5 separate regions of the Mus musculus genome follow, and all the other regions are linked to region 1. The links are chromatin contacts, called in public Hi-C and HiChIP or PLAC-seq maps. All regions are on one chromosome and are shown on one strand. The core of a region is the stretch at or near the end of the contact, and the rest is flanking DNA. Distances in the headings are between cores, read along the strand shown.

The links. A called contact is a pair of places that touch in the nucleus more often than the background predicts. HiChIP or PLAC-seq counts read pairs in DNA pulled down with a chosen protein or histone mark.
Region 2: a contact with region 1 is called in an HNF4G HiChIP or PLAC-seq map of pancreatic cancer cells. The contact joins the promoter of Slc16a9 here to the enhancer-like site in region 1. A contact is called at or near these places in 3 of 39 promoter capture datasets (cranial neural crest, maxillary cranial neural crest and stem cell-derived epiblast-like cells), 2 of 484 Hi-C or Micro-C datasets (embryonic stem cells and nephron progenitors), 5 of 115 datasets of contacts at active chromatin or transcription factors (embryonic stem cells, pancreatic cancer cells and stem cell-derived neural progenitor cells) and 3 of 9 other capture datasets (adipose tissue, embryonic stem cells and liver).
Region 3: a contact with region 1 is called in an H3K27ac HiChIP or PLAC-seq map of SST interneurons, with 5 times the contacts expected there. The contact joins two enhancer-like sites. A contact is called at or near these places in 1 of 15 datasets of contacts at CTCF or cohesin (the NIH/3T3 cell line), 32 of 484 Hi-C or Micro-C datasets (the AML12 cell line, the AtT-20 cell line, the C2C12 cell line and 21 more), 3 of 115 datasets of contacts at active chromatin or transcription factors (the NIH/3T3 cell line, SST interneurons and astrocytes) and 1 of 9 other capture datasets (pancreatic islet).
Region 4: a FOXA1 HiChIP or PLAC-seq map of pancreatic cancer cells shows a contact between it and region 1. The contact joins two enhancer-like sites. A contact is called at or near these places in 1 of 15 datasets of contacts at CTCF or cohesin (the NIH/3T3 cell line) and 1 of 115 datasets of contacts at active chromatin or transcription factors (pancreatic cancer cells).
Region 5: a contact with region 1 is called in a Hi-C map of pancreatic cancer cells, with 6 times the contacts expected there. The contact joins two enhancer-like sites. A contact is called at or near these places in 4 of 15 datasets of contacts at CTCF or cohesin (the NIH/3T3 cell line, embryonic stem cells and pro-B cells), 105 of 484 Hi-C or Micro-C datasets (the AML12 cell line, the AtT-20 cell line, the Ba/F3 cell line and 61 more), 11 of 115 datasets of contacts at active chromatin or transcription factors (the HPC-7 cell line, the NIH/3T3 cell line, astrocytes and 7 more) and 3 of 9 other capture datasets (adipose tissue, embryonic stem cells and liver).

The regions. Positions count from the first base shown.
Region 1 is chr10:69,963,435-69,966,134 of GRCm38.p6, reverse strand. All of the region lies in intron 29 of Ank3 (ankyrin 3, epithelial), which reads right to left. Among named protein-coding and RNA genes, the nearest start is that of Gm33361, 43 kb to the right of the region's middle. Within about 2 kb of position 1,359, at least 52 of the 459 cell types and tissues checked have an H3K27ac peak or open chromatin away from gene starts, as enhancers often do. A contact at or near this core is called in the HL-1 cell line, the NIH/3T3 cell line, SST interneurons and 3 more, where this site is marked.
Region 2 is chr10:70,243,978-70,246,677 of GRCm38.p6, reverse strand. Slc16a9 (solute carrier family 16 (monocarboxylic acid transporters), member 9) reads right to left here and starts at 1,402. Exons shown (of 6, transcript NM_025807.3): 1 at 1,300-1,402.
Region 3 is chr10:69,464,424-69,467,123 of GRCm38.p6, reverse strand. No RefSeq gene overlaps it. Among named protein-coding and RNA genes, the nearest start is that of Ank3, 68 kb to the left of the region's middle. Within about 2 kb of position 1,368, at least 58 of the 459 cell types and tissues checked have an H3K27ac peak or open chromatin away from gene starts, as enhancers often do. A contact at or near this core is called in SST interneurons and cerebral cortex, where this site is marked.
Region 4 is chr10:69,610,546-69,613,245 of GRCm38.p6, reverse strand. All of the region lies in intron 1 of Ank3 (ankyrin 3, epithelial), which reads right to left. Among named protein-coding and RNA genes, the nearest start is that of Gm33464, 49 kb to the right of the region's middle. Within about 2 kb of position 1,350, at least 95 of the 459 cell types and tissues checked have an H3K27ac peak or open chromatin away from gene starts, as enhancers often do. A contact at or near this core is called in the NIH/3T3 cell line and pancreatic cancer cells, where this site is marked.
Region 5 is chr10:69,670,093-69,672,792 of GRCm38.p6, reverse strand. All of the region lies in intron 1 of Ank3 (ankyrin 3, epithelial), which reads right to left. Among named protein-coding and RNA genes, the nearest start is that of Gm33464, 110 kb to the right of the region's middle. Within about 2 kb of position 1,327, at least 33 of the 459 cell types and tissues checked have an H3K27ac peak or open chromatin away from gene starts, as enhancers often do. A contact at or near this core is called in the HL-1 cell line, embryonic fibroblasts and pancreatic cancer cells, where this site is marked.

The DNA.
Region 1 (2,700 bases), core at 110-2,609:
GATGTCCAGAAGATAATCCATACCATAAATGTGCTGTGTGGATCACACTCACAGTCATGGAATCCCCAGTACAGTCGATTCCAACCATCCTAACGCTGCGGGCCCTTTAATACAGTCCCACATGTTGAACTGACCCCTCAACCATAAAATGATTTTTGTTACTTTATAAATATAAATATAAATACATATATATATATATATATATATATATACACATACACACATATATGCATGTAAATTTATTTTGTTGCTTTGTAATTTTGCGACTGTTACGAATTGTAATGTAAATATCTTTGAAGAAAAAGGTTTGCCAAAGGGGTCGCGACTCACAGGTTGAGAACTACCGCCCTGGTATTTGCACAGTTTAAGACACAAGCACTGTCTGTGAACAGCTTATACTCTCAGTTCCACACTGGATACTCTGACTTCACTGTCCTATACTGGGCGGGGCCTGAAAGTCTGCTTCTCTTACTTAGACTGTGTCTGTCTGGTGCCTTTGCTCTCAAGAGCTGCTTGGGACCTGGTTGGTGTGAGTGTGACGTCTAAGGAGAGAAACACAGAGGCCTCAATGTCCCATGAATGATGAGCTCCATGCTCAGGTTTAATTTCTGCTCAGCCTACGTAACCATTTCTGAAAACACAGTTTTCAGGAAAATTACTCTGTCATGCCTCTCTTCAGACCTTTAAATGGTTAGCCCTACATTTATGGAGAAAAACAATCAGTACAATCCTATCTCGAGACGGGCTCATGGAAAGTGTCTTCAAGTTACACCACCCTCACGAGGTGCCTGGCAGAAGCATGACACCCAGGGGCTGCAGCTCAGACCTGCTGTGCTGGGCACACTGGTGCACCACACCCAAACGTAGCTAATGCTGATTCCCAAGCCTGGGCTAACGCACTGTCTGACCCCAGGAACAACATAGCTGAGGTCGTTCCTTGGGGTCCCAAATTTATGGTCATAATGTCAAGTTGCTGGCAAATCTATGCACACAGATCATATGGAGGTGGGAAGTATCAGTGCTGGTTTACTTTGGCCCAATTTCCATTTCCCAAGTATCAGATTTCAGAGCCTATTTGGGGAATATTTTCCTTTCCTTTTGCTATGCCTCAGTCTTCATTCGGTTGATTTAAAATGCCAGTTTACTGAAACAGATTGAAAATAGGTAACTATTTTGTTGTAATTCGTTTGGGGGATTTTAGAAGTAAATTGTTATGTATTCTTTCGGCACTTTAAATGCAATCTTGAGAAACGTTTTCTATTTGGAAAAAAATTGCAGAACCATCACTACCAGATGACTCCAGAAGATGGCGCTGTAGGCCACATGTCTACAATGTAAGGCTCCATTTTTCACTGCTCAACTATGACGGGGCACTTTTAAAATTACCATTTATCTTAAGCTTGATAAAGGTAAGTATTGAAAAGAAGTGCCAGTTTGGAACTTAGAAATTTAATTCTAATATTCTGTTGACAGAAATATATTTAGAAGCAGGTAGTCATTTTCTATTTAGTGTTACATTTGTAACCACATTTTAATTTGTATCAGACTCAATACAACTACTTGCAACAACTGGCTACTTGAGGGGATCCTCGTTGAGCCATTGCTAAACTGCTTTGATTTGTAAGTTAGGGACCCGGGAGGAGGAAGGGGACTTGGAACCTGTGGTCCCAGATCTGACAAAACTACAAATAGCTATTAGGAATGGACTTTGGAGGCACTGAGTTTATTAAGGTTTTCGTTACACAGTGTGGGATGCTTGCTGGTGGGATACGTGCCTGTTAATGTTGTTTGCACATCTGCAGCACCTTTTCTTGTGCAAAGACCTAGATACGATAGATCTCTGTCTGCTGCCAGAGATAAAAACTGAGCTGCCACCTGAAACTTGAGTTGGTAAGGACAGGTTCTGAACACCCAGACAGGTCTAGCAGTTTACCTCATCACAGAGGAGCTCATACGCCTGCTTAATTGGCACAACCGCCGATACTCTGGCTCGATTAACAATAAACAATAGGAATAGGGACAGGGGAAAGCAACTTGGTGCAAGCAGAGCCACCTGAGTTGTGCTCCCCAATGCCCACTTAGGAAGCCTGGCATAGCCTGGCATTGCCTATGCGATCTCAGTACAAGGTGTCAGGAGGTGAGGTGTGAGAGAGAGAGAGAGAGAGAGAGAGAGAGAGAGAGAGAGAGAGAGAGAGAGAGAGAGAGGGAGGCAGGAGGAGAGCTGGGGCTTGCTGGTCAGGCAGCCTAGGCAAAAATGAAGAGTTCTGGCTTCAGTGAGACCCTGTGTCAAGGCAATAAGGTGTAGCATGATAGAGCAGGACACCTAATGGCTAAGGTGTAGCACGGTAGAGCAGGACACCTAATGGCTAAGGTGTAGCATGATAGAGCAGGACACCTAATGGCTAAGGTGTAGCACGGTAGAGCAGGACACCTAATGGCTTTGTCTGAGATGCACACACACATGGTCACACACAAGGACACATGGACACACACAAAGATACACTGAAATACACAGACAGACAGACACACACACACAAAGACACATGGACACACATGCACACAAACACAGAAATAAGGGTTTACTTTGGCTTACAGTTTAAGGGCAGAGTTTACCATGACAGGAAATTCATAGTAACAAGGGTTTAAAGCAGCTACATGCAACCAGGAAGTAGAGAACAGTGAATATTTATGCTCTGCTAG
Region 2 (2,700 bases), core at 153-2,652, 280 kb before region 1:
GAAAGAAAGAAAGAAAGAAAGAAAGAAAGAAAGAAAGAAAGAAAGAAAGAGAGAGAGAAAAGAAAGAAAAAAAATTTAAAAATCCAGTCCAGAGTTCCTAATGTCACTCTTTGCCATCTTACCACGCCCCTGGCCCTTTCTATAGAACCTTCATTAGAGACGAGTAGGATCCCTGTCTCTCCACTTACCCAAACACAGAAGGATGGGAAGCAAGGAAACCTGCTCTTCGGACATCGGCGGTGCTGAATATACAAGTTATTGCCAGTTGGCAGGTGAAAAGATTTTATTGTCTAATTTCTATTTGCTAGTCGAGGGTGGTTAATGGGTACCGACACTACTCTCTGCGCTCACAAAGTGTTTAACGGAGGCTGTAACCAATCGGCACACCCTTTCTTTCTCCAACCTAGCTCACTCCGTCTGTTGCCTAAGAGTATCTGAGTGGCCTCTGCTCTGCTCTGCTCTGCTCTAGGTGAACATGCCAATCTGGGCAAGTCAAGATGTCTAACTATTACCACTGAGCTGTAGCCCATCAGATGGGCCCAATGAGGCAAGTAAGATATCAACATAAATAATATGTAAATAATATCTGTAGTGTAAACACTGCCTAAACTTTCCGGATCATTTGTGCTGCATAGACCTGACATTCCAAGAACGAAGTAAAATCCCGACCTGATTGATGGTCAAGTTCCATGGCTTGCTGTTTCCCCTGAAGCCTCTGTGCATGGCTAAAACCAAAGAAGGGTTCCCTAGGCGAACCAGAGCTGAGGCATGCGCACCAAAATCCTTCTAAGTTTTGTTCAGGTGGCGGAGGAGCCGCCTGGCCGTTAGGCTCCTACACCCTGTAGCGCAGCCCGGGTGCTGCCCTGCCCGGAACCCAGCAGGATCTGCCCGCAACGTGAGCTGCTGTCCTTGCAGTTTACCAAACCTATGCGCCCCAGCCTGGATTCTCCCCAGCACCTGAGCCCACCTCCTCGGGAGCGGCCTTCTGGGAAGTGAGGACCCACTTGGGTCACACGTAGAAGGTATCCCAGGAGACTCATCTGGTGACATCCGAGCTCTCATCTCCCCCATTCTCCCTGCAAAAGGCAACCCTACGAGTATTTTTGCAGAGGCAGTTACTCTTTCTAGAAGAGGGTGCAGAGTGCTCCGCGGCGCTCTCAGGACGCTTTCAGCCCGGGCAGACCAGAAGCCGGCCGGTAGCTGTGCACCCGCGGGTGACAGCACCGCCTCCTTTCGGTGCAGTTTGCAGGGTGAGGGGACAGCTCCCGCCGGGACCTTCCCAGTTCCTGGGGTTTTTACCTGAGTCCCGGCCTCGGCTGGGGCCGCGGGCGCAGCTCCGGCCGCAGCTGCTGATCCGGGCCCTGCGCTGGGCGAGCAGTCCCGCTGCGCGCAATATACGGCCGCCGCCCTCTGCCCTCGGGACACATGGAGTGCAGCCCGCCCGGCCGGCTCCACCTTCCCCACCCCCACCGCCCACCCCGGGAAGTCACTCCCGGGGTGGTCCCACTCTCAGATCTCCTCTGCAGGGGCACCCTGGCCAGTCTGAACCGGCTGAGACTGCACGCCCGCTGGGGGAAGGAAGAGGAGGCGGAGGAGGAGGAGATGGAGGCGGTGGAAAAGCCGGCGGTAGGGGCGCTGCGTCTACACCCGTAGCTTAAGGCCCGGCTAGGAGTGGGGGGAGGGCCGGACCCGAGTCCCCTTGGTCTCCCGAAGCTCTCCCGCATACCCCCCGCCAAGCACCGTGTGCATTTGCGAGGAGCCTGTGTGGAACTGAATACAAGGGTCGCCTGCTCTCCCTGGCTTCCCTGGGTCGCTGGGAGCCTCCTGGCCAGAGCTGTACTCGTGGGCAGAGATCCCAGAGGAAAGCGAACTAGAAACCTAGAACTTTGTGAAGTTGGTACTCTTTGGCAGTAGGGAGTATAAGATGCCAAGGGCTTTCCTTTGGGACAACTCCGCGGGAAAGGCGGGTGTCCAGGAGGTCGAAGAGGGAGGGAGAAGTTATGTGAAGACCGTCAGGTGTCTTGAAGTAGAACCAGGCTGTCACTAGCTGTGGTGCAAAGCAACTCACGCTGGAGCTACCTACCATGCATGGCTCTCTGCGCTGTCACCGAAGCCCACTGCAGAAAACTTTAGGGTTCCAGGGGCTAACGAATGTGTGGACACCGTTCGCTCCAGGGATATGTCTGCAATGTGGCGTGTGCTCACCCTCTGCCCCATTAACTTTCTGTCTGTTGAATTCTTGAAGAGAACTATGTCTATCTAACAGCGTGAGAATTCCCTTCATACCACGCAAAGCCTGCGTTCTTAGGCGGCAAGGACTACCTCCTGCAAAGTTAAGAGTTGAGCCACCTAGGTCTTTTCAGCTTATTTCCTTATCTATGATATTTTCAGAATCTTGCCTGCATCGTGGAGAGTGGGGGAGGGTTGAGAAGTCAGAAAAGGTACGGAATCTGGCCATGCCCACCACCCTGAGAAGTGGCTTTAGCGCTTCTCTCCAACACCCCCTTTCTATTCAGGTTATGGAGAAGTCCTCTCAAACATATTATTCTTGTCCCCGGAGAGAGCTTACTTGCCACCCCCAGCACCCAAGTATAACTAAGCATGACTGCAGCTGCTGTCAAAACCATAGCACCAAAGAGGTAGAGGCTACCCTTATTAGAAAGCTCCGGGTCTCACTTAGAGACCCTCTCTTCAAAACCA
Region 3 (2,700 bases), core at 119-2,618, 500 kb after region 1:
TGTGTTTGCTTGCATGTATAGCTGTCCACCATATCTATACAGTGCCAGAAGAAGGTACCAGATCCCATGGAATTGTTACAGATAGTTGTGAGGCACCATGTGGGTTCTGGAAACCTGACCTGGGCCTTCATGGAATGCAGCCAGAACTCTTAACCACTGAGCCACCTCTCCATTTACCAGAAATCAGCTTTTAAGACACTCCTGTTGTTCTAAACGCTCCTCTTCCATGCAAGCTGCATTTGGTAATGTTCTATTGGCTTTTACATTTTTCTCTCAGGTCCCTGGGGGTTATCCAAGAGCAATGCAGCTGCTCCCCAGTCTCTGAAGTAGCCAGCCGTGACCCCGTGATTCTGTGTTCAGCACAGCTCTGCTGCAAAAGGGAACCATTTTTTTTTAACGTGGTCCAGGAGAAAATACAAGCATCCAAGTAAGACAGCTGAAAAGTCCTGACCTCTTCACATGGCCTTGAGGATGGAAAAGGCAGTCTGCAAGTCAGCTTTCCTCACAACTTCAGAGGAAGGCTCACTGTTAGGGAGCAAAAAATTAACACATCACAGAACCAGATACGAAACCCTAAAAGACAAACATCTTCTTTCCAAACCTTCCCTCTCAGGAGCTCTGATCCCATGAACATTTTCACCATGTGTTCTTTACTAACCCCTGAGGCACCTAACGGGTGTCACTCTGATTGGGTGACATTAAGGATGCTGTTAGCAGACAGCCAGCTGGCTAATCTGCCCTGCACTTCTAATGGGGCAGGAATTCCAAAAGGAACCCAACAGCATTTAATGCATCAAAAACCTTTTCAAATAGCAGGTTAGGATTTCTCTTTAACCTCAGGACTTGCTCTCTTAGTAAAAATAGCTCCCTTGCTCCCCCCACCCCTCCTTTTGAAAACCTACATTGAACAATGAGTCACCAGGTGACTTCCCTTCGCTTCTTTATTTCTGAGTTCTACTTCAAAGATAAAAACAGTCTCCCTTCTCTTTGTCTCCTCCCTTATACCTGAGCTCTATCATTCAAGGTCATGAAGGAGAAGGTTAAAACAAAACAAAAAATGTCCCTCATCTCACATAGAGCTGTTTATACGCATGCGAAGCAATTATGGCAATTAAAAATTTGAGGATCTCTAGAGATCCAGTTCAATGGCTGCTAAAACACGGCCGTTTAGAGAGCATCCTTCTGGTGTTGCTTAATTTATTTGAATAAAGGGTAGTGAGCGTCATATTTTAAATATCCGACGGCAGTAATCGGGCTGGTATTTGTTTTCATTTTCATTATTGGGTGCCTGAATAAATACCATTTGCATTCTCTGTCACCTCCAGCTAGCCAAGATGCTGCAAGATACATAATGGTGGATTGTTGCCATGGCAACTCCTCTACAACCACACGTTCTCTATGGCAACCCAAGCTCCCTGGAATACAAATGAAACTCCATAGCAACAGAGAGTCAAAGAGGTGATATCTGGAGACCAAAAAGCTCATGTAACATTTATTATCCACGTTATAGATACCTTTGCATGTTTGGCAAATAAAATTTGTATTCAAAAGATTGGCTAGAAAACACTGGTCATATATTAGAGATATTTTCCCAATTAAAAAAAAAAACACTATCGTACTTAAATTTTCTATCTGTTATAATATACTAATAAATATAAAATATATGTAATTCAAGTCTTTAAAGCAATTTATGTGAAAATCAGCATACACTTCCCTAGCTAGTGATAGATTATGAACTATAAATATAGGAATGTGGGACACACAAAGATAACCACTTGTGCTTATGTTTCTTTAACATTGTTATTCATCTGATTTTATTTTATTTGTTGTTCCTCTAGTTCCTTTTCTCTTCGATGGTGCAACAATGTAGCCCAGAAAAACAAAAACAAAAACAAAAATACCACCCTGGCTCTACTTCACAGCATGGTATACTTCAAGAGAAAAAGACCTCTGTGGTTCCTGACATGTCACCCACTTGACTATGAATCTGCACAAAGTATTTCATCTGAGTGTCAGTTTCTTAAAATGACAAAGGACGTGACACCTGCCTCCTCTTCATTTCCAGCTTGCTACAAGAAGTACTGGATAAGCCAGGAGCTCGCTGGAAAGAAATGAAGCACACTGTCATAGCTGAAGCAACCTCGAGCTAAGTGCTCCTCTTCATGATTTACATTTTTAAATGCTGCAGTGACTTGTAAAGTACACACACACACACACACACACACACACACACACACACACAAGGCAAGCTGTCGACTGGACAGCTGTGCACTGAGCACAAAATCTGCTGCCAGTGGTTGGTGGCTAAGATGAGCAGGCAGGTCCCTGCATTTGTAGCACTTCTGTTCTGTGGGTCCCTTGCATCCACGTAGTGTTTATGTTCTGGAAGGGAGCACTAGATGACGCCAGGACACAAAGAGGGCTCAGGACCAGAGCGGAGGATGCACCCTGTGACACTATGGACATAGACGTGTGGGGCTGGCCCAGGCTGGGTGGATGAGTGGTCAGGTCAGAGCTCCAGAAGGAATGAAGGGAAGATGATATGACATGTAGCATGAGGCTTTCAGAATGAGACAGAGCCATACTGGGAAGAGATGGGTGGCCAAGAGAAGGGGTGGTTGCCATAAGACCCTGAAGGAAGAAATAGTTCACTGTGTCTACATAGACAAAAGCCTGCCTAGTGATCAGAGGGACTGGGTG
Region 4 (2,700 bases), core at 101-2,600, 350 kb after region 1:
AACTAAGACGTGTTTTGGTTTTGTTAACAGGCTTATGCCAAAAATAAACATATCATACATCTTGCCCACAGCAGGCAATACATGAGTTCTAGTATGTGTTAGGGACATGAAACACTCATCACAATTAATTGTAAACTACTTCATCACCCACAAAGTCTCATTCCCATTAGCAATGCTGATCACTCCCAGCTGATCACCAACCCTCGTGTGTCTCTGCTTACTTGTGAGCCTAGTTTGTTTCTCTTAGCGTGATATTTTTTGAGGTTGATTACTTCTGAGTATGTCCCTGCCCCATCCCTTTTCCTTACTGCAGAGTATACTTGTCAATCATGATTTAAAAGGACTATCAAAACCAACACCTCTTCCAGTACAGGAGGCTGTCAAGTCATTTAATAGGACAATGGATCTCCTTTGATATGATTTGACTTTGATGATTTTTGCTTATATCATAAGACTCCAAACAGAAGTGAATACCATGTGTTTTTTTTTCTACTTACGAAATAAATTTTAAAAATATATATTTCCAAGCAAAATCTGAGTACTTTATAAACATCTACTTTAGAAATGAATGGCAACTTCAACAATGGCCAGACTCCAGAACCCCAAGAAATTTATAATACTTAGTGGATAAACAACATAACCAAAGGTAACAGAGCTGGAGTCCAAACCAAAAAACCTAAGTGTGCAGTTGGTTACCCCACCCGAAACACCCAAGAATGGACCCAAAGTGTCTTACAGTCAATTTACGGATAAGCTCTGGTGCCCTATGTAAGACACACACCTTGGAAAGACCCAAGGTGGCCCTGACAGGATGCTTCTTAGGAGTCTCACGTCCCCCCTCTCTAGTCCTCCCCCCCCCCAGCCCACCCCCCTCTGGCAAGGTCACTTCCGGAGGCTTCCCTGGCTCAGCACTAGCTGGAAGCAGCAGACCCACTGACTTTGCTAGCCTGCTCTGTCATACCATACGAGGCTAGGCTATCCTCACAGCAAGCATCAGAGCACCATACCAGCGGTTCTCAGAGTCTCGTCTAGATCAGCATCCATTAAGAACTTGTTGGCACTGTCTCAGGGTTTTCCCCAGTCCTACTCAACCAGAAACTCTGGGATGAAGGCCAGAAAATCTGTTTGAACATGGATCACTCTTTGGATGCAGGAAGCAGCTTGGCTATCGCAGCTGTACAACTTCCTCTGGGCTTCTAAACCTCCTCCACTCTCACCTTGGGCTGGCTTCCTGGCTTCCAGCTTCTGGTAAAAGTTCCAGCCAGGGGGCTTGTTCTCCCTCTGAACACAGTCACCAGCCCTCCCTCACTGCCACCTCCATACCCTGCTGGCTCCCTGCCTGGCTGAAGCTGCTGCCTCATTCACTGATCCACCCTTACCGCTGCCCTGTCAAGTACTCTAGCCTTACTGAGTCACCTTCTCCTATTCTGTATTTTCCATCTCTTCTCATTAACTAGCCTATAAACCAGGGGTTCACAACCCCTTTTAGGGGATCAAATGACCTTTTCACAAGGGTCACCGCCTAAGATCATCAGAAAACACAGATACTTACATTACAATTACTAAAAATAGCAAAGTTACAGTTATGAAGTAGCAATGAAAATAATTTATTGATTGGGAGGGGGCGGCCACCACAACATGAGGAACTGTATTAATGTATTAGGAAGGTTGAGAACCACTGTTATAGACTGCTATATTTCCATCCTTAAAAAAAAATGTCTACTATAGAGACATCTGCACAACTGTTTGCAGCTGTTCTGTTCAAAGTAAGGAAATGCGATCAGCCTGTTGTACACGGAAGATGAATGAATAATACAAATGAGATACTCAGACACAATGGAATTTTACTCAGCCATAAAAAAAAATCTGAATTTTAAGACTTGCTGAAAAATTAATGGAATGGGAAGATATATTAAATGAGACAACCCAAGCTCACAAAGACAAACACTGCACTACAATTATTCTTTCAGACCTATATACTCTAACTCCCAATTTTTATAAATACGTATTTTATGAGACTGAGTGTGTGGAGGAGCCAGAGAGGTGGAGAGGGTACCAGAAAAGGGGTTGGGGAGGAGGGTATAATGTGTGTGATGTAAAAGTGGGTACACTCGGGGTAGAAGGGTACTCATGGGTGTGGGGAGCAAGGAGAAGAGCAAGGGGAGGGGAGACTGCCAATCAAAACTTATGAAAACACCAGAAGGAAACCCATTACCTTGTGAATGGATTTTTAAAATTTTTTAAGTTTAAAATTTTTAAAAAAGAAAAATAGGAGGTGAAGATATGGCTTGGCAGTTAAGATGTCAAGAGCACTTGGCGCTCTTGCAGAGGACCTGAGTTCAGTTCCCCGCCTCCACTTGGTAGCTTATTACCATTCACAACTCCAGTTCTAGGGATCCAATATCCTCTTCCGGTCCTTCCAGGCATCAGGCACATAGGTAGCTCCCATATACACAGGTAAAATGAGTATAAGTGAAAAGATGACTCTTTTATAAAGATTCCTCTTGGCCTCCACATTCTATGACAGCTAACATCATCTTGTTAAAAAACATAAACAAAGACAAAAACTGAGACCTATCTATCTTTCTTATTTTTTTTTTATAACTGAGATCTGACTGACATAAAATAAAAAACAGATTCTAAGTGGTCCAGTTAGGGGTAGTCAAAACATCCTGGAAATGTCATGTCGTACAGAAGCGC
Region 5 (2,700 bases), core at 78-2,577, 290 kb after region 1:
AGGTCATGTTTGACACTCATTACCCTGAGAGTCCCTGGGAAATATTTGATAAGTTAACTGATAATGGGTGTAGAACATTAACTCAAGGAACAAAAAGATCTAGCTGCTAGTACTCTGTCTAAGCTCCAACCCACAATTACCTGGCAATAGCCAGGTAGGCCTGGTCTGCTATAAAAGGGGCTGCTTGCCTCTTCCTCTCTCTCTTACTCCTGTTTCCTGTTTGCCTCTTCTCTCTTGCCCACTTGGGCTCTTCTCTTCCCCCTCCCTTCTCCCTCTCTCCACGTGGTCATGGCTAGCCTCTACTTCTCTACTCTCTCCCTCTCTCTGCCTCTACTACCCTCTTAACTCCCCTCCCCATTCCCTGAATAAACTATTCTATACTATACCGTGTGGCTGGTCCCTCAGGGGAAAGAGATGCCTCAACATGGGCCCACCGAGGCACCCCTTTCCCCCACACCTCACCACACCCTCATAGAACATATCTTACTTCTCTTTGTCTTTTTATAAACACATCACTAGCTTGTTTTAAAATTTCAGACAACTGTATAATCATGTAAATACTGACTCTTCAATATGTTTTCAAAAGGTAAGTACAGCATGAGGCCCTAGCTCTCGTCCCCAACACTTAGACAAAAAGTAGAGATAGATTCTAAAGGAAAATAATCAGAAAAGGGTATCCAGAAAAAACCTAGGCAAATACCAACAGGATCAATACCAGCTTCCTCAGGGAGTCCAGAGAAGCTATCATACTGACTTTTTGATCTTGATTTCCACCCTTACAATTTGGTGAGAAGAACAGAAAGTTTAACAGGTGTTTTTGTTTGTTTGTTTGCTTGCTTGTTTGTTTCATTTTGTTTTGTTTGATAATCACCTCCCTTCATGCCCTAATTTTAAATCTTGGTACTATTAATGAACTGCTCTGGAAATAAGCTTTATGATACGAAGGATCTAAGTGCTAAGAGGTCTCAGAGAGACTCAATGTAATGGACCTTGCCTTGTGACTAGAGAAACTTCATGTACAGTGGGGTTAAGTAACATTGAAGAGGTCAGCTCAGAGCCATTGGAAAATTCCATCACACCCCTCCCTTCCTGGAAGAGACAGGTCAGAGAGCATGTAGGCCAGAAGGGAGAGACTGATTAAACCCCTACTACCTCATTCCCTAAAGACCAACCAGTTTAAAGGGTGCACTGTTCTGCCAATTATATTATGCCTAGTTGCTGATGCTCTATTCCTCGTCTGGAAACTGTATAAAAACTGGCCGAACAGTCTGCCTCTCCTTCAGGTGTAGGATGATGACCCCAGCATACTGGAACAATAAATTCCTCTTGCTTTTGCATCATTTTGTTAACTGGGGGGAGGGGGGAAGGGGGTTCCCCAGTAAGCTAAGGCTCATTAGAGTCTTACAACACAAACACAATGATACCACGGGGTAAACAATAAATTCAAGACCTTGTTTTGCATCCCATGTATTCTTTTGATTAAAGTCCACACAGAGAGCTGCACAGCTCAGGCCAACCATAGATGGGAGGTACCCTTAGCTCCGAACTGAACATCATTGGCTGAAGAACAGTTGGGCAGGTTAATGATAGACAAGAGGTACAGGCAGGGGGGAATGTAGCAGGAAAAGGAGAAGGTGACATTCCTAGAATGCTTGTGGGCATACAGGGAGGTGGAGACACATTCCAGAGGAAGAAGCTGACAAGAAGATGGGGAAACATCTGTGTATCTAGACAAGAATGTCGGGTTCTTCCTTTTGGCCAGTGGGAGCTACTGAAGGGTGATAAAGCCAGATAAGGTTTATTCCATCTCTGATGTCAATTTAGAAATGGACCTAGGTCTGAAGGATAAAGACAAGGTTAGGAAACAGTCTGGTGACCATCACATTCCGGATGCCATAAGGAAGCACTGTGCTAAGTGGTTCCTCTTGTTTCTCCTTCTATTTGCAAGGCCTATGTTTAAACAACAGAGTCTTTGCAGCAGTTAGGACCTGAAGGAAGTAGGGAATGCCTGTCTTTGGTTTAACCTCTGAAAGTCAAGTTCATTTATCAATGCCTTTATTCATCACATGCCTTTAATTTTGGCCCAAGACCTTCCTTGAATAAACAACCAATCTCAACAGTCCAGCCAAACACTAGACGTTTCTCCCAAGGCAGGAATGGAAGGCAGATTCTAAAAGATTAATGGCAGGGAGGTGGGCCCTTCTGACATGTAATGGAATGGCTGAGGCAAGATAGTCAAAGCTACATAGATGAGTAGGTCTCAGGTTTCAGTTAAAAAGAATCTCAACTACAAGAGGGAGGGGAGAGAGGAAAATGAGAGTTATCAGAGGCTCGGATAATACAGGCTCATTGAGGCTCTGCGTCACCTTTTACCATGTGATCTGAGACAGCCTGGCATCAAATAACATTTGAAATGTAAATATAATAACCAAGAGAAAAGAGAGGGGGGAGAGAGAGAGAAGGAAGAGGGGGAGGAGGAAGAAGAAGAAGAAGAAGAAGAAGAAGAAGAAGAAGAAGAAGAAGAAGAAGAAGAAGAAGAAGAAGAAGAACAAGAAGAAGAAGAAGAACAAGAAGAAGAAGAAGAACAAGAAGAAGAAGAAGAACAAGAAGAAGAAGAAGAACAAGAAGAAGAACAAGAACAAGAAGAACAAGAAGAAGAAGGAGAGGAGGAGGAGGAGGAGGAGGAGGAGGAGGAGGAGG